4 separate regions of the Mus musculus genome follow, and all the other regions are linked to region 4. The links are chromatin contacts, called in public promoter capture Hi-C maps. All regions are on one chromosome and are shown on one strand. The core of a region is the stretch at or near the end of the contact, and the rest is flanking DNA. Distances in the headings are between cores, read along the strand shown. Region 1 holds the start of D330022H12Rik (a long non-coding RNA gene). Region 2 holds the start of Vasn (vasorin). Region 3 holds the start of Coro7 (coronin 7). Region 4 holds the start of Nagpa (N-acetylglucosamine-1-phosphodiester alpha-N-acetylglucosaminidase).

Region 1 (6,511 bases), core at 2,749-5,248, 610 kb after region 4:
ATGCCCAGTTCCCAACCTGGCCACGCTTGTGTGTTGTGTTAGAACTCCCCAGGGTGGGGCCCGCTGCAGCCACCTAAGAAAAACACTGTCCCACAAGCCTAGCTGGGGCCTCAGTCCACACTCCCCTGGCAGCAGGCTGGGCCAGGGGTGGATGACTGGCCCATCACCCGGCTCTGCTGTCCTGAGAGGTGAATTTCCATATGCATGCTTGGATTCTAACTCAGGCTGGTGTGAGGATGCTCCACAGCTCCTAGGGAAGAGACTTCTAGGCAGAGGTTGGAGAACCCAAATGCTCTATCTCCACCCAGAGACCCTTGTGTCTGATAAGAGAGGGTACCTCATTGCTTAGCACACACCCATACCAGCCATAGGGTCCCCACCATCCTTGAAAAGAGAAAGGGCCCTCCCACTCAGTAAGGATGGCCTCCAAGTGACAACCATTGATGACCAGTGAAGGGATTCAGGGATAGCCTTGGGAAAGGCTCACTCAGCCCTGACTGAGAGAGTCTCTCCTCTGGAATCCAAATTTCCCAACTGGGTACAAGGCCCAAGGGGGATCAAGCCAGGAGCAACATAGCACATGCACACACACACACACACACACACACACACACACACACACACACGCGCGCGCACCCCAAATGCCTCCCCAAGAGCAGAATTGCAGGCCCCAGCCTCAACATCTGGTCCCCTAGCCACAGCTGTTACCCTTCTCCTCCCTCATTCTGGGATTGCCCCAAACCCTGCCCAGCACTGGCACCGCCCTCTCCCATAAGTGGGAAATTCAGATTCCAGGAGAGTCCAGCTGGGGAGACGGAAATGTGCATGGGAAAACCACATTCTTCCCTCCACGCCAAAGCCAGCACAGACCCTGGAACAATTTAGGTGGCCAGTGCACCCTCCCACTACACAGGGCCAAGGCTGAACCAGCCTTGGAAGACAGCCTGAGATGCAGAGGTGAGGTCCAGCTTCCCTCCGGGTCCTGAGAAGTGGCCCTGGCAGACTTTTGTCTGTCTTGTGTCCAATTTGCCCTCTAGCCCCTCACTCACACTCACACTAAGCAAAGAGGGCTAAAGAAGAAATGACTACAAGTACCCTTTTGCAGCTGAGTTTTTCAGAAACAAAAGCTTTGCGGAAAGAGGTTTCCACTATTGTTTAAAATGAGGTTTTGGGATGTCTGTGGCATCCAGTTATTCATGCTGGCTCCACCCACGGATAATTGAGAGTTGGCTTTTGTTGGACATATCCTTTCTCCCTGCCCCCACCCACAGGCCAGCCTCATCTTAGGACTCAGCTATCTCACCTTGCCTGACCCTAAGTTTTACAGATGAGGAAACTGAGGCCTGGACAGGGGAAGAGTCAGGCCAAGCAACACTCAAATGCTGATGGTTGTGCCAAGATTTGAACCCAAGACACAAAAAAAGGGTTTCTTGGCCAAGAGCTTTCCCCCATATGCCCTACACACAAATTGTGTCCTGGATCCAGCAAGTCCCTTAACGGCCAGTGACCCCCAAAGCAGCAGTGCCTGGAAGTGGGGTGACTCATTGTCTGGCTTCCCACCCACCCCCAATCTAGGAGGGAGGGCTGGCAGGTGTCCCCGCATAGAGAGCCAAGAGCCAGATTGCCCCAGGGGGCCTGGGCTAGGGTCACTCTGAGGCTGGAGAGACCCAGCTGGAGGGATTTAACACCAAAGGTCAGGGGTCACAGACAGGGAAGGACAGGCAGGCATAGGGGGTCAGGGGGTCAGCACTAATGGTAGCTCCGGAAAGAAGGGGGAGGGGGGAAAGGCTAAAGACACAGGGCTACTTCCAAGGGTTCCCCACCCCACAAAACCACAGCCTGGCACTGCCTCCTGCTTGACTGATGGCAGACAGGGACATATTACACTGGGACTGGATCCTGAAATGAGCTAGACGGCAGTTCAGCAAAGGGTGTCTTAGGAGACCCCTCCCCCAGTGCAAGCCAGGGCCAGCTGAGAGGCCCAGCCTGAGCCCAGAGGGAAGAAAAGAGAGAGAGGGCTCTGAGGTCACTAGAGAGGGATGTGTGGGCTGGGGCTGGGACAGCTGTGGTACTGTGCCACCAGAGCAGGGCCTGGGGAGAGCTGGGCACACTGAAGGGGACAGTTTTACATTCCCTGAGCCTAGGGGCTTCAGAAAGCTAGCTAAGATAGCAGTTGTCTCCCTAGCCATGGCTCAACCCCACCTTCCTTCCTGGGTGCCAGGACAACAGGGAGACAGCCGTGCAGGGTGCCTGCCACCGAAGCCCAAGACGCAGGCCCTAGCCCTGGCCAGACCCATGGGAGCTCAAGTCTTGGTAGGGCCACTGGCTAGCCTGACTGCCCCCTTGGTGTCAAGCATTCCCTCTAGAGCCAAGATCTTGGGCCCTGATGGCTGGGGGCCCAGGGCTCCTCCCAGCATCCCTTCCAGCTTCCCAGGCCCCAGGGCAGGGCTGGGCAACTCCCTGCAACCAGTGCTTCCCCGCCACCCTCTGGCTGGGCTGGGCGGGCCCTCCTGGGTAGGCAGACAGGCAGCATGCTGCCCTGCTGTGGCCTGAGTATCCCACTGGGTAGGGCAGTGTGCCAAGGCGTCCAGGTGCCAGCCTGGATTCCAGCCCCATCCTAGGGGGCCTGCGGGGAGGTGCAAGCATCATCCTGGTAGGAGGGGGATGCACCTGCCTCGTCACCTCTTTTCCAGACCCATCCTGAGGATGCAATCACTCACCCTCTCCATCCAGCCAGGTCCCTCACCTGCTTCCATCCACCCTTCAGGAGTGGACCAAAGGCTACACAATATTCCAACTCCTAGTGCTGAATCAAGGGACGCCCCCCTCTCTGCCTCCCCCAAGGCTTGTTAAGGGTAGTGAGAGCAGGACTTTACCCAGAAAGGGAGGGTACCTTCCAAATAACCCGAGCTCACCGGTGAGCAAAGGTGGCTGCCAGATGCCCCATACAACTTCATGCCCAGGCTTCGGGTGGCCCCCTCTCACCTCGCAGAGCACCCCTACTGAAGACGCCCAACTTCCCCAGTGAAGTTTGCGCCCGCCCCGGGCCGGGCCACAGTTCAGCTCGGCCCCCAAACAGAAGGAGGGAAGGAAAGAGAAAAAAGACGGTGAAATCGAAGGACCCAGCCAGGGAGCCGGCGAGAAAGGGAGAGCGCAAAACCAACGAGCGCAGGGGCCTCAGCGAGGGCTCACAATGGCCCGGAGCAAGGCGCGGACGCGGGAGGGGGAGGCGACCCTCTGGTTACGCTGCCCCGCGCACCAGGCAAGTCCCTGGCCCAGCCCGCGTCCTCCCGGCGCGACGCCCGGGGGCTTCCTACCTCGGCTGCCGGGCTGACTGGCTCCGGCTGCGGGTTCCGGCGGTCCTGGGGCAGCGGGGAGCGGGCGAGGGGGAGGGCCGGGGCGGGCGGGGGCCGGGGCGCGAGGCTTACGGGGCACGGGCTCCCCTGGCGCCGCGCGGCACCCGGCCGCTCCGCCACATCTGCAGCTCGGGGCAGGGAAGGTGGCCGCGGCGGCCGGGCTGTGCGGGGATGTCTTTGCAAGGGAGGGAGGAGAGGAGAGGAGGGAGGGGGTGGGAGGAGGGACTGGCGGCCTTGGAGGAGGGCGAAGAGGAGGGGCGCGGGGGGCGGCCTCCCTCCCTCCCTCCCTCGCGGCTCGCTCGCTCGCTCCCGCCCTCCCTACAAACCCCTCTCACTACTGCGGCCCCAGGCCCGGAGCGCCAGCTGCCAGACGGAGCGTGCGCGGGGGGTGGAGGGTGGGGGTGGGGGGAGGCTGGGCCCGGGGAGGGGAGGAGAGCGGACGGCCGCAGGAGCGGGCACCGGAGGGAAGGGGGAGCGAAGGAGGGAGCCCCGCCACGGCAGAGACGCGCGTCCTCCTCGACTCCCCCCCCCCCCATCCCCGCCTGCCGCGGTCCCGCCCCCAGCCCGAGGGCAGCGCTAGGACAAGGCCTGGGGGGCGGGGGGCAGGGCGAGATATCCCGCCCCTGGGGGAAGCCTGGGAGAGGGGCGGGCGAACCGGCCAGGAGGAAAAGCCCCAAGGACCGGGAAGATGGAGGCGGCCGCAGCGGGCGAGGGGCGGGGACCCTCGCCTCCCCCTGCGGGGTCACCTTGGCCAGGGCCCCCGCGGCCCTTGGCTGCCGCGGAGGTGATAGAAATGCCTCTTGGAAGGCCCTGATTTCCCCGCCCAGTCCAGATCCAGGACCGCGCAGGCAAAGGCCTTTCAATTCCGACAGGTTCGAGGCCACGCTTCTCTCTTCCAGCTTTGCCTTGTCTTCAGCCTCAGTTGCCCTCCTGGTGAAATAAGCACAAGGCCTGGCACAACCAATCCAGGATTCCGTTATCTTGGTGACATCCGCCTGGACAACCTGGGTCCCCTAATCTGAGCGCCGCCGGGGTCATCGCACTTGGCGTCAGTAAGTTCAATGAGTTGGTCACTGAAAAGTGGATGTAAGTCAGTAACGCTTGCACACCGCAGCCAAGCTGTTTCCCACCTTTTCCTGGGAAGCTCAGACTTGGCGTTCTTTAGTGTTTTCTTTGGGCGAGTCTTGAGTCCACGCCTAATATCTTTTTACCTGTCTGGTGACAAATCTCAGTTCAAAAAGACAGCCCTCCTGATCCGAAGTTGGACTTGAACTCAGGAAACGAAAAGGCACTTCAAAGTCAGCATCACCAGTAGGTGAAGTACTGACTCCGGGTTGGAAATCTGTTATTCGGGCATTTGATGCCTCGGTCTGCGCCAGAGCCACATCAAGACATGAATCTTGATCATGGGGCATCCCCATTCCCAGGCACTGCTCTTGGCACACGCTCCTGGTCTGGTGCGAAGGTAGGCACATAATTGGTGCTCCTGATGTGGTGATCAAATGGATACGTAGTCAGTGCTCTTAACTGATTATGTAGTCATGATGGGTGCTTCGGTTTGAACGAAGACACATATTAGATTCTTATGATCTTTTAATACATGAAAGGGATTTAGGAAGAGGTCGGTTCACCAGGAGTAAGGCGGGGATAATGCCCCCCCACCCCCATTTCCCCTGTGTGGATAATGTCGCAGTGCTGCCGGGTTAAATATTAGCTGGCAGATGGACCCGGAGAAGGCCAGCTCTGGGACCTAAAGCTTGCTTCCAGGAAGAGGCTGTTAAAGGGCCGCCGAACATCACTAGAGTCTGAGGCGAGGGACTGCAAAGCGCCCTCTCCCGGCATCTTGAATCTGCAATTTAGTTATTCTGTTATTCTGTTAACCCAGCCCTAGTGCAGTATCTCACCTAAGCTGACTACAGGAACTGAGGCACATCGGTAGTGTGAAACTGGTGTACTAGTTAGTATAAATCTGTTTAGAAAAAGGAAAAAAAAAAGCTTATTCAGGAGCTAAAGTAGTTCAGCACGTGTTCCTAGGTTCAGTCCCTGATAACGGGGGAAAAAAGTATCATTGGGGGACACCAGGTGCTGTGCCATTTTAGCGACAAAAGGCCAACAACCTCAGTTGAGGAATGCTTGAGCCTAAGAAACTTCAGAGTGTTTTTCTTTGTTTTGTTCCCAGGGAGAATTCAGACTGGAATCCAAGGCTGGGTGGTGAGGCATGACCCCTCCTCACTGCAATCTGGGAACATGGAGGTACACTTACTATAAACTAGGCAAGTGGTCCCTTAGATGTCAAGCCTGGTCCAGTTTCACAACCTAGCTGGTGTCCTCGTAACTACTGAGAGAGAAAAAAGTAAACAAAATTTGGATGTTTTCTGCAAAACCAACAAGATTAAACACAGAAGCCTGAAATCCCAGCACTTGGGAGGACCACCACAAGTTGGAGGTTGGCCTGAATTACATAGTGAATTCCAGGGCCACCTGGGCTATGTATAAAGTGAGATCTTTATCAGCATTTAAAAATAATGTGTTCAAAGCCAGCCTGGTTTACATAACAAGTCCCAAGACAATCAGGGCCACATAGAGTGAGCCTGTGTCAGAAAAAAAAAAAACTAAATAAATACGTAAATAAAAAGGAGTGAAGACAGACTGCTAAATTAGGTGTAGAAGTAACTCAGGCCTCAATCCAGGCAGCTGGTCCTCAGTGGGCTGAGCTAGGAGTGTCTGGATTTTAAAGCTGGCTGGGGATACAAGATTCTATCCTAAATACCCATCCTCAAGGAGACCACTTCTCTCTCTGTACTATTTTCTCTCTACATTTTTCACTGTATTCCCAACAACTTCAAGAGTAACTCCCATTATTCCCATTTTACAAAAGTGGAAACTGAGGCAAAGGGACATTGACATAGTCAGTGGTTTTGTTGTGGTTGCTTGTTTTGTTTTTCAACATAGGGTCTCTGTGTAGCTGGCCTCAAAGATGGGCCTGCCACTGCTTCACTAGTGTTGGGGTTAAAGGTGTGCCCCACCCCCACCTCAACTTCCCCCCTCCCCCACTCCACCTCAACCTTCATTGATAACGAGGTTTTATAAATTAGTAGGAGGCAGCCAGGCATGGTGGCACACGCCTTTAATCCCAGCACTCGGGAGACAGAGGC
Region 2 (6,478 bases), core at 2,868-5,367, 560 kb after region 4:
GGCATTTAGTGAACACATCAGCCCTGGAGCTAGTCATGTGCCCATCGAGGTGGAGAGGACAACTGAGAGCCACCCCTCTTCGCACACTTCTTCAGGCTAGATATAGATAGGGTCTGCAAGGTCTGCCTCTCAGCTCTGGGCTCCAAGCCTCTGTCTCCTGGGGCTGGACTGAATGGGCTCTACTCTGCCTGCCAGGCCTGGCAGCAGCCCAGCCCCAGGAGGCTGCCAACACCACCCCCCCAACCCCCTCCTGCAGGCGGGATTGTGCCGGCGGCCAGAATAGCTGGCTCCAGTTTCGCTGACGTGTCCAAGGCAGTTCTGGGCTCTGGTTTGGTCCACCCCATCTTGCCTCTCTAGAACAGCAGTCCTGGCCCAACAGAGAAGAGGAGTTGAGGGTCTCTATTATAGGTTTTCGAATAGAATTCGAGGAAAGGAGGCAGAGCCCAGACTGGTCATTAAGTCAGGGGATCCCAAGCCAGTTCTGCTCATTTTGCTTTGTGACCTCACCCCAACTCCCTTCCCTGTGTTGGGTCCCGTCTCTGCCTATAGCTAACTCAGGGCTTTCCTATCTGAGCTGCAGGGATAGATCACCTACCTAGGAAGCTCTCTAAGCTGCAATTCCCTAGGCTTTGTCTATGTTTTTTAAGTCATTCCTGTGGGGAGAGTCAAGCAGCTATATTCTGAGTAAAGTTCTCTGTTGGGTCGTCTGCACAGGGACTGCCAAAAGGACCGCGAGAACATCCATTGGGCAACTGCTGTGTTTGTCCAGGAAAGGATTCTGGGTCTTGGAGTAGGTGTGGCCAAGGTGGCATGTCTCCACCCAGGTGGGTGACCTGGCTGCTGTCAGACCTGTCAGCCAAGGGAGATAGATCAGTGACTAAGATCAGTCTCTGGCTTAAGTGAACCCTTGGGGTGGCAGGTTGTGCCATCTTAAGAGAGGTGCCACCTGTTGGGCAAGAACACCTGTGGCCCCAGGAGCTATGTGGTGGCTGTGGCCCAACTAGATGTGGGCTAGGAGAAGGACACTGTCAGCACGCGTGGCAGGTGTGCCGCTCCTGGGGCTCGGCCTCCTACTGCCTTGTCCCTGCCCAGGGCCTGTCACCCACTGAATGAGCTGTAACCCTGCAATTAACCCTGGACCTTCCACAACACCTTAGTCACCACAGAAGGCCACCCACCCCAAGCTTCCCCGGCACAGGAGTCTGAGAAGGCAATGGCCTCACAAGGGTCTTTTCTCTATTCCATTTGTCACACCACTGTCCTACAAGTTACTCAGCAATCTCAGATGAACCCTCAGCTATTGTATGACACACAGAAACCCCTTCTGGGGTCTATGAACTGGTCATTGAACCACACTCTGCCCCTACAGTTGTCACTATTGTCCAGTGGCTGGGGCTGAAGGCTCTCAACCCACCCCAGCTCCCTCAGGCAAGCCAGCTCTCTCCTTAATGAGATCTCTTAGGCAGCCTCCAGGAATGTCAGAGTCTTATTGCATTCCCCAGGAGGAGCTGGGGGGGGGGGGGAGTGGGAGGGGGTGTTCCCAACCTTAAAGAAGAACTGGCCTTCTGCCTTTCCCCAGCCGCCCCCAAACTGAGGTGGCCTGAAGAAGCCTCCTCACACCCAGGGAGACTGGAATGAGGAAAAGCGGGGGAGGCCTGCTGCCTGGACAGCAGGCTGAGGGGTTGGGGAAAGCAGCCGGGCTGACTCTGGAATGTGGAAACTGATAAAAGGAAGGAGGGCTAGTCCTCCCAACGATGCCAGAGCACCCCTACTGGCCTGCTGCCGTCACGTGTACACACACACCCTCTGGGCCACACTCCTGCATATGTGTGTGTGTGTGCGCGCGCGTGCGCACGAGCGCACACACACACCTCTCCCTTTTCCAAAAGCACACACAAATTCCATAGCAGTGAGGGGAGCTGGTTTTCTTGGCAACACAAGGGCCTTGGGTTCCACAGCTCTGGGAGAAGGGGGCGGGGGGCTCTAAGGGATCTAAGGTGACTGGTTCCTTCACATAAGATTAGGACCTGCCAGTGGTCAAGAATGACTTTAGGCACTTACCCAAGAGAACTGTGCTGGGGGTGGTTAGGTAGGAACCACTTCCTGCTGCCAAATGGAGCCCCACTTTCCTGGGACTCCAGTTGAACCTAGCCACAAAAATCCTGGCTCTTCCTTAGTACTTATCCTAACTAACCCAGGCTGGGGATATCTGGAATGGCAGTGACTCTGTGTGTGTGTGTGTGTGTGTGTGTGTGTGTGGTGTGTGTTGTGTTGTGTGTGTGTGTGTGTTGTGTGTGTGTTGTGTGTGTGTGTGTGTGTGTGTGTGTGTGTGTGCATGTACCTAAGCATGTGCCTGACTGTCTGTCTGCCTGCCTGCCTGCATGCATGTCTGGCTATCTCTCTTGGCCCCAGGGCTATCTGCCAGAGAGGACTTGCTCAGGAAAGTATAAGTCTTACAGTGTCTGAGAAGCCTCTTGTACTCTCTCTTCTCCCACCACTTCCAGAGAGTGGTCTCCAAACACTCTGCCACAGTAACCTTCTGCGTAGTGCCCTCTTTACCCACAGATCTCAGGTGGCTGTTCTGGTGTGCAACTCTGAGGCTTGGCAAGTTGGGGACAAGCAGCGTCTGTCCCCCTCCCTGGGCTGGCATGTGTGCTCCTAGGTCCTTTCCTCTCTGGATGGGAGATGCTAGATAATGGTCTGGAGGGAATCCAGTTGGGCTGCTCATTACCAGAGCCCTCTTCCTGCCTCTGACACTCTGTTTACAGAAGTTCCCCGGGGGCTGATTCCCCTGGGAGAGGACAGTAAACTCTAGGGACTACCCTCCCATCCCCCACCTGCCTGCTCCAGCTCATGCTAACAGCTGGGTCCATACTGGCCTTCACTGCCCATACCAATGTAGCCCCTCACAAGGCTCCAGCCCACCCACATCTCTGCTTTCCCAGCAGCCTAGGGGGAAGGGACCTTTTACCTTTTAGCCAGACCCTCTCCCCTAGGAACTCTTGACCCAGATAGGGAAGAAGGCTCTCTTGGTGCCTCTTCCTGGAGCATCACCTACTATTAATGCAAAAAACAAGCAAGGGAACTCCTGAGCCTTGGGTTTCTTCTACTGCAGAGGCTGCTTCTGGGATCCAATAGAAGCAGTCAATGACCCTGGTGTGGTAATCGTTAACGAATGGGGGTGAGGTAGTGTGGTTGGCACCAATCAGCTGGCCTGCCTGTGACCACAAGGAACCTAAGCAGTCCTCTGGCCCCAGAGCTGCAAGCTGGGGAACACAAAGGACTAGACTGGCTATAGGCCATTGGGTCTGCAGCCCAAGCAAAGCCCATTACTGGTAGAGATGAGATGCGCTGATACTGGAGCACTAAAGATTATGGTTAGCCAAAGTTCATCCCTCACCTGGGGGTACACCTATCAATCTCCCCATTCCCGGTCCTCTCCAGGCTTGCCTGTGTATTCGTGGCTTCTGCCATGTGTGACAAGGCCCAGAGGATCCCAAGCAACCATTCTGCACAAGGGCACCAGACTGTCTGACCCCCGTGAGGGAAAAGTAACCAGACTACGGCTGGGCCATCCCCTAAAAGAGGGTTGATTCATAAAACTGGTCACGCCAGAGGGCCCAGTCGTGGGAGGAGGAAGCAAGGGAGGGGGTGTTTATTTTGTCTACTCAGAGCCTCACGGGTAGGTTAGCCATGTACAAACGCACGCCCTGGCTCTCCCGAGGGTCAACGGAGGCCCCTGAACCCACTCAGGAAGGGGGGTGCAACTGGACGTTCCCGCCCAGGTAACCGCCCGAGGCGGGGATAAGCCCCTCGCTCCGGCAGTCGCAGTCCCACTGGAGAATGTGCTAGTGTGCTGTTCCAGTGTGATCAGCTCCGCCTGTCGCCCCCACCCTCGCCCCTAGACACTCACCAGGAGACGACTGCGGCTGAAGGAGCCAGGCGGTGCGGTCCAAGGCCTCAGTGGGGCCTCAGTCCTTCACCTCTGGCCGGTCCTGAGAGGTCCGGGGTCCCGGGATCCAGAGGCTGCTGCGTCCCGTCCCGGGCTGGGGTTTCCCAGCCCCGGTCTCTGGCTCCGGCTCCAGACTCGAAGTTGACTCGTAAGAGGCTGGTCTCTGCTTAAGATGTAGGAGTGGGTGGGACCGTCTGTACCGAGGGCGGGGCTTCCTCCAATTGGCTGAGGCGGGGTTTGACCAAGCCTATACACACCCACCTCCTCTGAATGGGTCATTGCACTAAGCAGGCCTAGTCTGCACCTAGATATACCTCCAGATCCCAGTGAGGAGTGATTTTATTAGGCTGGCTTAAGTCTATCTTTTGCTGTGTGACATTTGGACAGGCTCCTGCTTTTTAACTGAAAAATATCTGGTGACACAAATTCAAGAAGTGGACATTAGGGTCAGTAAAGAGCTGGAGAAGCAGAGGTAGATTGTAGGGGCCAGCAGGGATGATGGCTGAGTCCCCATGACCAACCCAGTCTGCCAAAACTGAGGATTTTTCATACAAATCTAGATTTTTTAGGCGTAATCTCACAATGTGTTTTTGTTGTTAGCTAATTCCAATTTCAAAAGCTAGAAAGGCCACATGAAGTGGTTCCAAGAGCCTCTTATATAAAATCTCTTAATGCTGGACTTGAGATCTTTGTAGCCATGACAGCATCCCTGGTCACCTTCCCCAGCTCTAAATGAGAGACTGGGACCTAGGAGCATATGTCAGCTCAAGCCCCTCAGTTACTGAAAGCTTCAAGACTAGAATATGCCTGGGATGGGAGGCAGGATTGGGGACGTCATCAGCAGTAGGAGGGACCTAGGTGTTTGTTGACAGCAGCCCTTGATTAAGCAGGAGGGTGCTGTGCCAGGGGCTGGTTCAGAAAAAATCCCCTGCCTTGTAGGATTCCAGGAAAATGGTCATCCTCTCCACCCCACCCCACCCCCATGGTTTGTGGTTAGAGTCAGGCCTCAGGGCCTTTGGGGACCCAACTCAGCTCCTGGATTTCACCATCATATCCCTTTCCCGCCGGGTCTGTATTGAAGGCCTTGTCTGGGTCACACTATCTGGAGGCTTATCTGGCCTCAGCTGGTACTTGTGTTGTAAAGGCAGGGCATCCACACCCCCACAATTGGGGGCAGGACTGACCCCAGGTGTTTCATTTGGCCTGTGTGGCAGGTTTGAAAGTTGGATGTCATTTCCAGAATTGAAAATTTGGGTGATTTCACATGACAATTAGTTTTCCGAGCTTGTCTTAAACAGGACGTCTTTGAAGGCTGGGTGGCAACTGTCCCCAGATTCACCAATCTTCTGGATGGCAGGCTCCTCAAGCCCCGAGTGTTGTAAGTCAGGTCTGTCATCCCAGCTGCTCTGAAGACTGAGGCAGGAGGATCACAAATTCAAGGTCAGCCTGAATAACTCCTTAAGACCTTTTTCAAAATAAAACTCTGAAGGTTTAACTCAGTGGTAGAGCACTTGAGATAAATAAGGCCCTAGATCAATATCCAGTACCAGCAAAACAGAGGGAATACACAAGTGCTCTGTGACTTCCAGTCAGACTGTCCCAAGCCACTTCCCATGAACCATGAGGCCTCTGAGGCCCCATCCTCCTAGAACTCACAGCTTCCAGTATATCCCATCTTGTCCAGTCTCTCATTGCTCTCCAGGTACCACCCAGGTCCCCACAAGGGAAGAGAGTGTGGGATGCTTTTGGCCCAGCCTGGATGGCAGTGACAGATCTATGGGATATATGGCATGAATGGAGGGGATAGCGGAGATGTTCAAGAGCTGCTGTCCCCCAGCAACACTATCCCTGTTCTTTCTTTCTTTCTTTTTTTTTTTAAGATTTATTTATTTATTATATGTGAGTACACTGTAGCTGTCTTCAGACACTCCAGAAGAGGGCATCAGATATCGTTACGGGATGGTTGTGAGCCACCATGTGGTTGCTGGGATTTGAACTCTGGACCTTCGGAAGAGCAGTCGGGTGCTCTTACCCACTGAGCCATCTCACCAGCCCCCCTGTTCTTTCACAGTATCATCACAGGGCACTTGGCAGGCTCATGACATTGTCAGACTGTAGTCACTTCTTACCATCTAGTAGGTGGCAACATCCTTAGTCTTCTAGTTAGGAATAGCTCCAGGCCTTTGCCTTTCCCCGACTTTGGATCTGGGGTAGACTCTGGACAGATGTCAGTGAAACCCTTCAAGGCGGTGACCATAGTGACCATAGCAGCAGCACAGGTATGGGCACAGTATCCCTTCCCGTCTGGCCTTCTGTCAAGTCAAAGTGTGTTCTGCATCCTGACCCAAACACAGCTTGGCTCTCTTCACAAGGCCTAGAGGCAGGCCTGTGCCAGGTGTTGGCTGTTAGTGCTGGATGCTGTGACCCCATTTCCCTGCCCATCCTAGGCAGTGGGCAGCTGGATGCTCCTGCCTAGCAGAGATGTCCAGATGGCTCTACCTGAGGCAAGGAGGACTGGCCTGACCT
Region 3 (6,255 bases), core at 530-3,029, 520 kb after region 4:
CTTCCTGCACCTGCGTATGAGCTTTTATGGTATAAGCTGCCCCTGAGATGGACTCCAACATAAGAGAGCACCTGCACCAATATAAGAAACTATTTGGAGTAAGACTTCCATTTAGAGTAGGAGTCTAGTAAAGTTTAAGTTCCCAAGACCTCCTTAGGAACTGACATCCTACTTGGCAGAAAAAGACATCCTGGTTAGCAAGTAAAGACATGAATGTTAGACAAAGCCCATCCTGGTTGACAAGTTAGGACATGAATATTATTAGACAAGGCAAGTCCCCTGCCTGCCACAGTTGACTACCCCAACCAATGGGAGCAGGATAAGTGTACAACAAAGACATGTTCCTAAGGAAATCTTCCTGTCTTTAAATCCCGATTGATGAAATAACTTGGCACAAATGTTTGTAGATCTTGGGCTTAAAAGCCCTGTAGGATCTTAGTTCAGGGTAGTGGCTCAGTTCTGAAATCCTGACCATGGCCCTGGTCGACCAATCCTGGAGCATATGATCAATAAACCATCCTGGTCTGACCGAGATCAATGTCTGTGTGATTTGTGAGGCAATTCCTGGACCCCAACATTGTGTGCACACAGATGAGTAGGCAGGGATAGACAGGTGAACAAAAGTAAATGTCCCAGCAGTCAAGAGTACTTGTTTCTCCTTATTTTCGAAGAAGACCCAAGTCTGATTCCCAGCACCCATGTGGCAGTTTAAGACACTTCACAAGGCCAGGGGATCCAACAAGTCTAACCAAGAGCAAGCATAATTACCCACTGAGCCATTTTCCCAACCCTGCCTTCTTTCTCCCTTTTCTTTTCTTTTCTTTCTTTTTTCTTTTTCTTTTTTTTCTTTTTGGGCAGGTTCTCACTATATAGTCCCGAACTATGTAAACCAAGCTGACCTTGAACTTCTGATCTTCCTCCTGAATGCTGGGACTATAGGACTATGTCACTGTGCTGGGGATGGCACCCAGGGCTTCATACATGCCTGGCAAACACTCTACCAACTGAGCTACAATCCACAGCTAAAATCATTTTTAAGGGAAAATTGATGCTCACAGATATTGAGAATAAAGCTATATATCACTTGGTCATTATCATCATACACTCTAGTATGAAAAAAATTGCATTATAAAATGTGTATTTTTGGCTGGGCAGTGATGGTGCACATCTTTAGTCCCAGGACTTGGGAGGAAGAGGCAGGGGGATTTCTGAGTTTGAGGCCAGCCTGGTCTACAGAGTGAATTCTAGGACAGCCAGGACTACACAGAGAAACCCTGTCTCAAAATAAATAAATAAATAAATAAACAAAAATAAAATAAAATAAAAATAAAACTCAAAACAAAGGGGTAGAAAGGGAGGGAAGGGGAGACAAGAGGTGGGAGGGAGGGAGGGAGAGAGAGAGAGATTGAGAGAGAGAAAGATTGAGTCTCAGTGGTTCTTATCTTTTATGGGTCGCGGGGATTATTCCCAGTTTTAGTCTAGTTAATTCTGTCCTGCTATTTCTCAGGTCATTGTAAAACCTCAGGGACCAGTATTGCAAGTCTAATCCTGCAGCAATTGAAGTGTGGTTCCTTCGGTAGGACAGCTGCGGCTCACATGACCTCCGACCAGTGCAGTAGTCCCCCAGGCATCAGGGCGTGACTTCTCAGGTCGTCCTGGCCTCTGAAGAAGGCGGGGCTGAAGGCCGTCGCGCTGAAGAAGGGTGACGTGGGGGCGTGCCTAGGCAGGCCGCAGGAGCTTCCGATTGGTTGTCATCAATAAGGGCGTGGCACCAGGCTGCAGGCTGCTGAGGCGGCAGGCTGCAAGAGTCCAGGGCGGCTTCTCTTCATTCACCTAGTACCTGACGACCCTCGTTCTCCAGCCTGAGCTTGCTCTGTCCCAGCTGCCATGAGTCGCTTCAAGGTGTCCAAGTTTCGGCATATGGAGGCCCGGCCGTCCCGCCGAGAGGTGAGCCCGGCCAGTGGACCCCACTCCCTGGCTTCTGGTCCCGGAGGACTGCCATTCCCAGTGCCTGCCTGTGCAGTGCACACTCTGGGTTGTGAAGACCCTCACCCCACCTCGCCCCATCTGTCCACCCGGAACTTCTCCCTTTAGATGAACCCTAGAGTTCAGGCCGCCCCTTCACTGCTCAGAGGACAGAGTCCGGAGGTCTGATGACGCGCCCTAGTAGTTGGGTGATCCCGGAGGTCGGCCTGGCCGGTTCGCCTCCCCCTGTTACCCCAGGAGGCCTCGCAGCACTCCCAGACGCGAACAGGCCTCTGTTTCCGGTCGGCCTTGCTGGGAACCTGGCTGGGAAACTGTCGACGCCGGTCTCCCCCTTCCAGCAGTCTAGGATCACCCCTGCTCCGGGCCGGCCGGGCTGTGGGAGAGATGCATCTCTTTCTTGTGGTCTCAGTGAGAGGGAAGGTATCATCTGGAGAGGGAGCCCCTGGGGCCAGGCAGGCTTCCTCCCTCGAGTTTCTGCCACTCTTCCTTGTCTACTGGTGCAAGCTCTTCCTTTACTGGGGTGATGATACTAGCGGTTGTTGGGGCCTGGAGAAGCCTAGAGCAGGTGGATCCCAGATGGAGTGTCAAGAAGGACACTCCACTCGGTGAGGCACTGGCCTTTCTCCCCCTGTGTTATTTGGACCTCTAGTGTCCCAAAGCAAGTTAGGACAACCGTGCTCCATTTTCATTCTCTGGACAGTTAGCCTTTCTGTACCTATTGTGTGCTGCTCAGCTCTCTAAAACAGTGAACATTGTGACATTTCCCCTTCTCTGTGGAACTTAACAGCCTCTGGTCAGCAAGCACAATATAAATCCACTGAAGAATCAGAACACCCGGGGGTATGTGGTGGGCTGTGATGTAAAGAAGTGAAGTAGAGTTGAACGTAATAGTATTGTGGAGGACAGTGCCCAGGTGGGTGGATTTCAACAGAGGCCAGAAGGGTGAGAAGAAAAAAAGCCAGTAAAGAAAAAGAAAGTGGCCGGGCGGTGGTGGTGCAGGCCTTTAATCCTAGCACTTGGCAGGCAGATTTCTGAGTTCGAGGCCAGCCTGGTCTACAGAGTGAGTTCCAGGGCAGCCAGGGCTACACAGAGAATCCCTGACTCGAAAAACCAAAAAAAGAAAAAAGAAAAAAAGAAAGTGAACCCAGGGTGGACAGAGGCCATTAGCCAGGCAAAGCTGGTGACAGATGAGTTACAGGGCAGCCCTTCAGAGGAAGAAGTTGAGTTTTGTTATGAGTATAGTATGGCGCCATTGAAAGCTTGAGAGGAAGTACACAGTGCTTAGATTTGGATGCAGACTATTACTAAGAGTGCAGTAATGATTAGTGGACGGATCTGGAGAGACCTTCAGGGCTCTGTGGCTTCTCTCTGTATGGACCTCCTTCTAGTAAGTTAATCAGACAGGCCCACAGAACCGGGGGCCTCAGGAGTGCTTGTTACTGAGGCAAGAAGGATTGCAGATCTGTGCTTTGACACCAACAGAGGGAATGGGGTCCTTGATCTCAGTTGCAGGGCGAGCGCTCTTCTTTCCCATATGCGGGGTGTCACCATTACTGCCTTCACTCATCCAGGGCGGAGCATGCTCTGAGGAAGCCAGATCTTTATCTTCTCCCTACTGAGTGTGATGTTCACAAGGGGCCGTGGGCCCTGGCTTCAGCAGAGTAGCCACAGGAGCACACCCATCTTCTGTTAGATGGTCACTTCCTTGCCACTTTCATACTCTTGTTTTTTTTTTTTTTTTTTTTTCTTTTTGAGGCAGGGTTTCTCTGTGTAGCCCTGGCTGTCCTGGAACTCACTCTGTAGACTAGGCTGGCCTCAAACTCAGAAATCCACCTGCCTCTGCCTCCCGAGTGCTGGGATTAAAGGCCTGCGCCACCACTGCCCAGCTCCTTCCCACTCTTTGAACTGAAATATTCCCCCCAGAGACACATGCATTTCCTCTGACAGCCGCCTCCTCATCCTTATTAGGGAACTGATTTGCTAAATAGAATCACCCTCTGAGCTAGTTAGATTATTTCAAGAACATTTGCTATTTTTTAAGGGACTGAGTGGGGGCAGACCAAAAAAAAAAAAAAAAATCCAAATATCTATCCCAAAAAATACTGCTCTAATGGTGCAGCTTTAAGGGCTGAAGAAACAACTTTATTAGTAACATATTTGCTATAATGCATGAAGACATAAGTTTGATGTCCAGAACCTAAGTGATGATGTATGCTTACAATCATCACACACCCACACAGACAAGAGGACGGCTGGAGCTCACTAACCAGCCAGCCTAGCAGAATTTGTGAGTTCTAGATTCAGGGAAAGACCCTGTCTCAAAAAACAAAGTGGGTGATTTGCGTGGATGACACCAGACACACACACACATACACACACACACACACACACACACACACACACACAGTTTCCTGCATTATGGCCCTGTCTATGGCCCTGAGGAGAGACCTGACACTAACCATGTTATTCTTCATTTGCAGGCCTGGATCAGTGATATTCGTGCTGTAACCACCCCCACATGCGGGAACCACATCAAATCAAGCTGCAGCTTGATCGCTTTCAACTCTGACCGCCCAGGTAGGGAGGTAGACATAGAAGAAAAGGTTCAGACATTATCATCATAGATAGGGTCAGGAAAAGGGCAAACTCCATTCATAGTGGGGAGTTGGAATGGAGTGGGCTGTGGGGAGGGGCAGGCCTTAGACCCCTATACACTGGTCAACATATAGCAGTCAGATCTTGCTTATATGTAAACTATGGTGGTGGTTCTAGCCAGGGAGGAAAGAAAATGGTATTTCTGTTTTCAGCCATCCCCACAGACAATCCCCCTCCTTGTATTGGACCTTGGGCTGGGATTGATCACAATGAAGATTTGAAAAGTCCTTGTACAGTGTTGTGTTGCTATCTCTGCACTCCAGGAGGCTGAATCTGGAAGAGTTTGAGATGCAAGCCAGCCTGAGCTACTCAGACCCCATCTCAAAGAAAACAAAAAACAGAAAAAAAAAAAAAAGAAAAAAACCCCAAAAACCAAAAACTTAAAAAAACAAAACAAAACAAAAAAACCAAAATGAGTTTTTGTGTGGTTGAATTCCCTTGGCTGCTTGTGACAACATCGATAGACCAAGCTAGCACAGATAAATGCCTCTTTCCTCACCAGGGACTCTAGGCAGAGTTGGAGCCAAAGCTGCTCAAGTTCTCTCCACTTGCACTCTCTAACCCCACCCCCATCCTATTGCTTTCCGATAGCATCTCACTTTATAGCCCAAGATGGCCTCCAACTTGCAGGATTCCTCTAGCCCTGTCTCCCAGGGGCTGTGACTATAGGTGTAAACCACCTCACCTGTTCCCAGTTTTCTCTTGGTCCCTCAACCCTGCTGCCTTGAGGTGCTGACTTCCTTCTCTGGTGAGGATGGTGGGAGTGCCAGCTGATAGCCCAAAGCTGACCTCGTCCATGGTCTGTGTGAGAAAAAGAGCACCTCCTTTTCTAGTGTTCTATACATTCAGTGCAGATGGTTCAAGCTGGGGAAGACCCTAGATCCCTTCAGTGTCAGGAAAAAAAGGGACAACTGGGAGAGGCTTTCAGGAGGTCACATGGCTTGGGGTCTGGAGTCCTTTGAAGGGAGATAAGTGGCCACCATTAAGCTCAAAGTGAGAACCTCTGTGTTTGTTTAACAGGTGTATTGGGTGTCATATCTCTGGAAGGCCATGAGGAAAACAAGAGGCATGTGACCTACCTTGGCTGTCATTCAGGTGAGTGATGCCTGAGTCAGGAAACCTGTGACCAGGGATTCATTCTTGGTCCTGTCGCCTATGGCTTCTTGTTCTCACTGTATGTTCTGCAAAGTCCTTGGGGGGTCAGAAGGCTGCATCTGGTTTGGAACTCTGGCCTGCAGAAAGGAAGGTAGATGTTCCAGTCCATCGGGGTGGCAGAAGGAAGTCCTGGGCCCCTGGATTTCCTTCCTGAGGACCAGACACACACCCTTATGGCTCTCAGCCCTACATATTCTCTGGAGTCTAGCAGGGCACCTCTCATTTCTAAGCCCAGCCATGCTGCTAAAAGCCACTCCAGGGAGTGGCTATGCTGAGCTGCAGGGTGGAGATGAACCCTTACAAAGGACTTTTGTCTGCTGCAGCTGATTCTGGGGGTCCTCAGCAGCCTGTGTGGCAGAATGCCCACTTTGGGGAACATTTATTATACTCTAGGCATTGGCCTAGTCGGCTTAGTCTCCATAGCTGTGGTTTCTATGAGCTAGATCTCTTATTAAAGAC
Region 4 (6,484 bases), core at 1,127-3,626:
TCTTGCTCCAGCTCTCTTCTGATGCTTCCTCAGCCTCTCTTCATGGCTTCCCTCCTTCCTTCCTGTCTCTTTCTCCACCCCTCCTAGAATCACAAGTTCCACCTATTCTCTCTAAAGCTCTGTATTGGCCTGTTGGCTTTTATTGGCAAGGCAGAGAACGAATAAGGAACAATGTTTCTACAAACTTGAGACAGAAGCTTCTCAGAGTTAATATAACAAAGCCATGTGCACAGATGGAAACCAGAGAGTGAGATGAAGAAATCAGCATTTGAAATAATACAGGGGTAAACTTTACACGTGTACAAAAACATTTCGCCAGCTCAGTTGTCGGCCAAGCTTGAACAGGATAGCACCTCTGGGGGGAGAATCAGACTTTGAAAGAGGTAAGAGCAAAGTCAGTACTTGCCTTATCAGTAGCCTGCTCCTGACAGCCAGAGAACTTCTGGAGTCAGGGAGGATGCTGGCAGGCCTGGCTTGCTGGCTGCCCGCCTTTAGCAAAGAACAGAGACATGGCCCTGCCGCATCGACACAGTGGTATCAAAGCAGATCAGCTGACACCACAGCCCCCAGAAGCAGCCTCTGAACAGCATTCACAGGAGTGAGCTATGCTTACTTCAGACCTCAGAGTCATTTGTGAAGAGCTGTTTGCTGGCTCTTAGCTGTGTGAGCTTCTAAGAACTAGCACGCCAGCCATGCAGGCTCTCTGGAGATCTCAGAAGAATCTGGGCTCAGTCTGCTGCCTGCCTCTGAGTGGCGGTGGCTGTTGGACATCTTAGACATCACTTGGCTTGTGGCTGCCCCTCTCCAGTGGCTGCAATGCCTCCATGTGGCCCTGCCTCCCCTGTGTGTATCTGCCTCTTCTCAGTACAGCAGTCAGACTAGGTTTGCAATCCCCTGAGTTCTAGGATGACCTCATCTAAACAAATTGTGCCTAAGAAACCCAGACATACAAAGAAACCCATTCTGAGGCCTTGCAAAGACCATGAGTTTTGGGAAGGACAAGGCTCAGTACAGATGGCTGAGCCTGATCACACACAGACCCCAAGAAGCATGGCTCTGGTTTCAAGCACACACACTGCTCACTGTAGACAGAAAGGGGCTTAAACCTATTCAAATCCCTGGCACCTACTAGATTGACAATGCCCCTGAGGAGGTCAGGAACTGGACTTTGCGTTGGGCTCTGCCTTTGGGTAAGCCCTAAGAAGAGCAGCCTCTGACAGGCAGCACTGAAGCACAAGCCGTGCTTCAAGGGGACACTCGCCAGGAGGATCCCAGGCTCGGGACTTACTATAACACAGGACACTTGTCACCTGAAAGCTTGAGTCAGTCAGTTATTATGGTCTGTGTGTGAGATACAAGTGGGTGCATAGGCAGTGGTGCACACATGTAGATCAGACTTTCTACAGCCAATTCTCTTCTTCCTCCTCTCCATGGGTTCAGGGTCTTCATCTCAGGTTGCACAGCGAGTTCATTTATGTGCTGTGCCATCTCGCCAGTCGTTCCTATATCCTAGAGGAAAACTAGTTTCTTCTGGTCAAGAGGAGGAAAGAGTGGAGACCTGTCATTCTAAGATACCCAAAACAGGGCCAGGTTGGGGACCTGTGCCTTTAATCCCATCACTTGGGGATTAGGTAGAAGCAAGAGGCTCTAGACCAGTCTACACACTGAATTTCAAGCCAGCCTACCTATAAATCAGAGACCCTGCTTCAAAAATAAAATTAAACAAAAACGAAGATAAACCAAGCTACCCAAAACACAAGAGTTAATCCAGTCAGACAGGTCTAGCAAATGCTAGGATGAAAGGTGTGCACCACCACGAGTGGGCTGCAAGCCTCTCTCTCTCTCTCTCTCTCTCTCTCTCTCTCGTTTGTTTTGTTTTTCGAGACAAGGTTTCTCTGTGTAGCCCTGGCTGTCCTGGAACTCACTCTGTAGACCAGGCTGGCCTCGAGCTTCACTCTTAAAAGTTCCTCTTCCTCCTCCTCCATCTTTTCCTCCTCTTACCCCCTAGGCTCCTTTTCCTCTTCTTGTCTTTCAGATAAAGTCTCAAGTAGTCCAGACTGGTCTCAAACTAACTAACTAGCCAAGAATAGCCAACCTCTTAACTTCCGATTCTCCTGCCTCTGCTGAATGCTGGGGTTGTGGCGTGGGCCACCACTTCTGGTTTGTGCAACACAGAAGGAACTAGGGCTTTAAGCACGAGAAGCAAGTTCTGTACAGACTTACACAGGCCCAGCATCTGTTCTTGCAATTTTCTGTAAGTTTGACATAATATGAGAATAAAAAGCTATCTATCTCCCTTCCAGCCTTACCCTCTCTGATGGAATTCGAATGCGTAATCAAAGCACCCAACAGCCTGGCCTGGAATCACGTGGGGCGAGCCCACGTGACCGGAGCACCAATCCAATATGGCGGCGCCCAGGGGGCCCGGGCTGTTCCTCATACCCGCGCTGCTCGGCTTACTCGGGGTGGCGTGGTGCAGCCTAAGCTTCGGGTGAGTGCAGCCGCCGGGGCCAGCCTGGCTGGGGTCCACCTTTCCTGAGCGCTCTCAGGCACAGCCCTCCGACCTCACGATCGCCCCGTCCCTGCAGGGTTTCCCGCGACGATGACCTGCTGCTGCCTTACCCACTAGCGCGCAGACGTCCCTCGCGAGACTGCGCCCGGGTGCGCTCAGGTAGCCCAGAGCAGGAGAGCTGGCCTCCGCCACCCACGAACCCCGGCGCCAGCCACCACGCGGCCGTGCGCACCTTCGTGTCGCACTTCGAGGGGCGCGCGGTGGCCGGCCACCTGACGCGGGTCGCCGATCCCCTACGCACTTTCTCGGTGCTGGAGCCCGGAGGAGCCGGGGGCTGCGCGCAGAAGCGCCGCGCTACTGTGGAGGACACAGCCGTCCCGGCCGGTTGCCGCATCGCTCAGAACGGTGGCTTCTTCCGCATGAGCACTGGCGAGTGCTTGGGGAACGTGGTGAGCGACGGGCGGCTGGTGAGCAGCTCAGGGGGACTGCAGAACGCGCAGTTCGGTATCCGACGCGATGGAACCATAGTCACCGGGTGAGGAGGCAGGGAGCCCCGGGGCTGTAGAGGGCAAAGGGTCTCTGATGTTCTTTCAGAGCCATGCCTCCGAGTCCAGGTCCCTAACCAAACTTCCTGTCTTTCTTCTTCCGAGTAATGACGCTGACACCTTCCTTCCTTTAAGTTTATTCATGTGCCACTGAATAATCTGTGATCAGGCCGTGTGTGGGGACTTGGGGAGGCGACCGTGAGCCTGAACACAGTTTGTGCCCTAGTGAACTTTGTGTAGTATTAGAGAAACATTTCGTGTTCAACGAAGCCATGGAACCAATTGGAAATAGTGTAGAGTTTATGGAGCAGTCCCAGACAGCTAGCTGGAGGCCTTTTGCTGTCCTGATAAAAATCCAGGTTAGACAAGGAGCTTGTTGAGGGCAGCCTTTGGAAGTTTCTGTGTTTCTTGAAATTTGACAGCAGCCAGAGTTGACAGCAGGCAGGCAGGAGTAGAAGGTAGCGCCATCTGGTGTTCCAGTTCTCTTCCAAGGTTCCGTTTTTTGCCAAGGCTGGGAAGTGGGCTTTCCCCAACTCTTCTCAGCCCTTGGTTGCAATTTCTGGGCCTGCCCATGTATCTGGTTCTTCATCCTTCAACATCAGCCAGTGTCACCACTGTTGATCTTAGGTTTTCACAGATCCTAAAACTTCTGCCAGTGACCAGCGCCTGCAGTTTCTCTTCCCTGGCTCTGTCCTTCAACCTCTCTACATTCCAGCCATCTCCCTTGCTCCTCTCTTGGACTCCCTTCCAGACTTGTTGTCATGATCACTGTCTCAGTACCCCTATTGCTCCTTTACAATGGTCCACTGACCTGCTCACCTCCTACTTTTTTTTTTTAAATGTGTGTGCATCTGTGTGTGCCTGAGGGGAGACCAGAGTTTGATTTCAAATGTCTTCTATTCTCTTTTCCTCCATCTTATTTTCTAACACAAAATCTGAATCTAGAGATCACTGGTTCAGTTAACCTGGCTGGCCGGCAAACCCCAGGGCCCTCCTGCTTCCCTCTGTCCACCCCACCCCAGCACTAAGGCTACAGTGTGTGCTGTTCCAGCCAGCTTTCTCATGGGTGCTGAGGATCTGAACGCAGGTTCACATGTGTGGTGGGAAGGCTTTTACCCAATGCTCTGTCTTTCCAGCCCATCCTCCCTTGTTAACTGCCAAACAGCTGCCTATCCTGTCCATGTGTAGCTCACTGCTACTTCTTTTATTATGAGGTCAGCACATGTTACTAAAGATGGCAAGAGAAGAAGGTTCTTTCATTGTGTCATAGCTATAGCTCAGGAGGAATTTTATTTCCTGTGTAGGCACACAGGAGAGCATCTTCCAGCTCACACTCCAACTGAACTAACTGAACACCTGCCTATATATCCAAAGAAGGGGTGTCAGTGCCAATCACAGCACACCTCCAGTGCAAATGAAGGTTTGTGTTTGCACCAATCACAGCCTTGCCTCTTTAGCATGCATCACAACAAAGTCCTCCTAGACTATCAGGGGATATGCTCTCTTGGCCAAGGTAGGAATAGTTGCAGTGTCATCTGGCACAAACCATTTCAAACGGCCTGGCTGAGGTTATGCCTTCGGGAACCTGAAGTCTTTGTGTGGTTGTCTCCAAGTGTCTGTGGAGCTCCAGGCGGCTGGTGCTGACAGACGCTTTGTCTAGTTGGCTGTTTGACTTTTGCTTAAGCAGCCAGGGCAGTAGAGTCTAACAGATGCTAATTTCAGGATCAGGAAGACTGTAGAAAAATGAGCATCAAGAAGCCCCTGGTACCCAAAGCTGCTCTTGCCAATGAGTGAACCTCCTGCCTCCCCGCTTCCAGGTACCTGTCTGAGGAGGAGGTTCTGGATCCCGTGAATCCGTTCGTGCAGCTGCTGAGCGGAGTCGTGTGGCTCATCCGCAATGGAAACATCTACATCAACGAGAGCCAAGCCATCGAGTGTGACGAGACACAGGAGACAGGTCAGGAAGCACAGGTGTTCTGTTTTATTTGTATTAGGTTTTGATTTGTTTATTTTGTGCATGCAGCGGGTGCATGCATGCTCCTTTCCTTTCGCCATGTGAGTCCTGAGTATTGAACTCAGACTGTTAAGTGTGATGGGAGGCACTTTACCCACTGAGCCACTTTCCCAGCCCTCAGCATCAGCTTTCTTCAGACCCAGGAACAGTGTGAGTGGGTTATTCTTTAGTGTTCCCAAACATTTACTGAGCAGCTATTTACTGTTTAGCACTATGGTGAGAGTCCTAGGGATTCAGTCTTATGTAGAATATAGAAGGAGAATCCTTGGCAATAAGCTGGAAAATTGTGACAAGTGCCAAGAAAGAAACAGGAGAAAGGGGACCGGTGGGGACCAGAAGCACAGGTATGAGGAAAGTGCTGCAGATTTGCTGTATGGTGGCCTCCACATGGCCTAGGAGTTTGTCATAAATGCAGAGCCATGAGTCCACCCTCCCTATACCTCCCATCCAGAAACCACTGGTTAAATCCTAACAACTTGGGTGTGCAGGCACTCCCTTGGTGACTCTGATGGACACTCAAGGTCAAGGGCCACTTGGGGATGGGCTGATGAGTTGGCTTGGTCAGTAAAGTATTTGCCTTGAAAGTGTGAGGACCTGAGTTGGAGCCCCAGAAAGAAACATTAAAAGCCAAGTGCTGGGATGCACACTTGCATTCCCAGGGATGGAGCTGGAAGGCAGGGATAGGCAGATCCACGGCCACACGGTGATATTCTAAGCTAACAAGAGACCTGTCTCACACAGAAAGTGGGTGGCACCTGAGGACCAACACCCAGGGTTATCCTCTGACGTACCTCCAGAGTGGAAAATACTGGGGTGGTGGAAAAGGACACTTTGGTCCTGGGAATCTGGCTATTCAGGGTATAGTGTAGAGGGAGAGGGAGACTCAAGAGGCTGTCTTTGAGTCAAAGGAACAAGCTATCAGAAGAACTCAGGGCAGAGGCCTGTGGTTCCCAGGCTCAGGGCAGCCTTCAAGGCCCTAGGCAGAGAGTAGCTGCTGGGTGAACAAGTACAGAAGTGAGGCCTGGGGCCTCAGGCAAGGCCTGTGAAATCCTTCCACCAACATAGAAGTTTCTGGAGACTGAGATCACATGAAGTGCTTCTGGCTGTGGCATGGAAGCTCACTGGAGGTGGAGCTGGGATGTGGCTCAGTGATCCAGTGCTTGCCACACGTGCACGAGGGAAGGAGCCATCAAAAGAGAGAAAGTCGGGAGACCTGAGGGGTCCCCTGGAGAGCTGGGTAACCACCCCGGGCCCTTCTCCTTTAGGTTCTTTTAGCAAATTTGTGAATGTGATGTCAGCCAGGACAGCCGTGGGTCATGACCGTGAGGGGCAGCTTATCCTCTTCCATGCTGATGGACAGACGGAACAGCGTGGGTGAGTCCCAGGAACCCTCGGGGCTGTTTGCACTCAGCC

The links. Promoter capture Hi-C pulls out the DNA fragments that hold promoters and counts their contacts.
Region 1: a promoter capture Hi-C map of liver shows a contact between it and region 4, with 2.4 times the contacts expected there. The contact joins the promoter of D330022H12Rik here to the promoter of Nagpa in region 4. A contact is called at or near these places in 3 of 39 promoter capture datasets (cranial neural crest, liver and pre-B cells).
Region 2: a promoter capture Hi-C map of pre-B cells shows a contact between it and region 4, with 2.8 times the contacts expected there. The contact joins the promoter of Vasn here to the promoter of Nagpa in region 4. A contact is called at or near these places in 6 of 39 promoter capture datasets (the HPC-7 cell line, cranial neural crest, embryonic stem cells and 3 more) and 2 of 115 datasets of contacts at active chromatin or transcription factors (pancreatic cancer cells and trophoblast stem cells).
Region 3: a promoter capture Hi-C map of stem cell-derived epiblast-like cells shows a contact between it and region 4, with 4 times the contacts expected there. The contact joins the promoter of Coro7 here to the promoter of Nagpa in region 4. A contact is called at or near these places in 4 of 39 promoter capture datasets (cranial neural crest, embryonic stem cells and stem cell-derived epiblast-like cells) and 3 of 115 datasets of contacts at active chromatin or transcription factors (bone marrow-derived macrophages, memory CD8 T cells and pancreatic cancer cells).

The regions. Positions count from the first base shown.
Region 1 is chr16:4,591,742-4,598,252 of GRCm38.p6, reverse strand. It overlaps D330022H12Rik (a long non-coding RNA gene), which reads left to right and starts at 3,998. Exons shown (of 2, transcript XR_875867.3): 1 at 3,998-4,821; 2 at 5,536-6,511. Glis2 (GLIS family zinc finger 2) reads right to left here and starts at 3,540. Exons shown (of 7, transcript NM_031184.3): 1 at 3,318-3,540.
Region 2 is chr16:4,637,584-4,644,061 of GRCm38.p6, reverse strand. Vasn (vasorin) reads right to left here and starts at 4,117. Exons shown (of 2, transcript NM_139307.3): 1 at 3,914-4,117. The region is part of intron 9 of Coro7 (coronin 7); the gene reads left to right.
Region 3 is chr16:4,675,244-4,681,498 of GRCm38.p6, reverse strand. It overlaps Coro7 (coronin 7), which reads left to right and starts at 1,779. Exons shown (of 28, transcript NM_030205.4): 1 at 1,779-1,947; 2 at 4,467-4,563; 3 at 5,662-5,736. The coding sequence starts at 1,888.
Region 4 is chr16:5,199,904-5,206,387 of GRCm38.p6, reverse strand. Nagpa (N-acetylglucosamine-1-phosphodiester alpha-N-acetylglucosaminidase) reads left to right here and starts at 2,376. Exons shown (of 10, transcript NM_013796.3): 1 at 2,376-2,491; 2 at 2,589-3,047; 3 at 4,875-5,014; 4 at 6,337-6,445. The coding sequence starts at 2,406.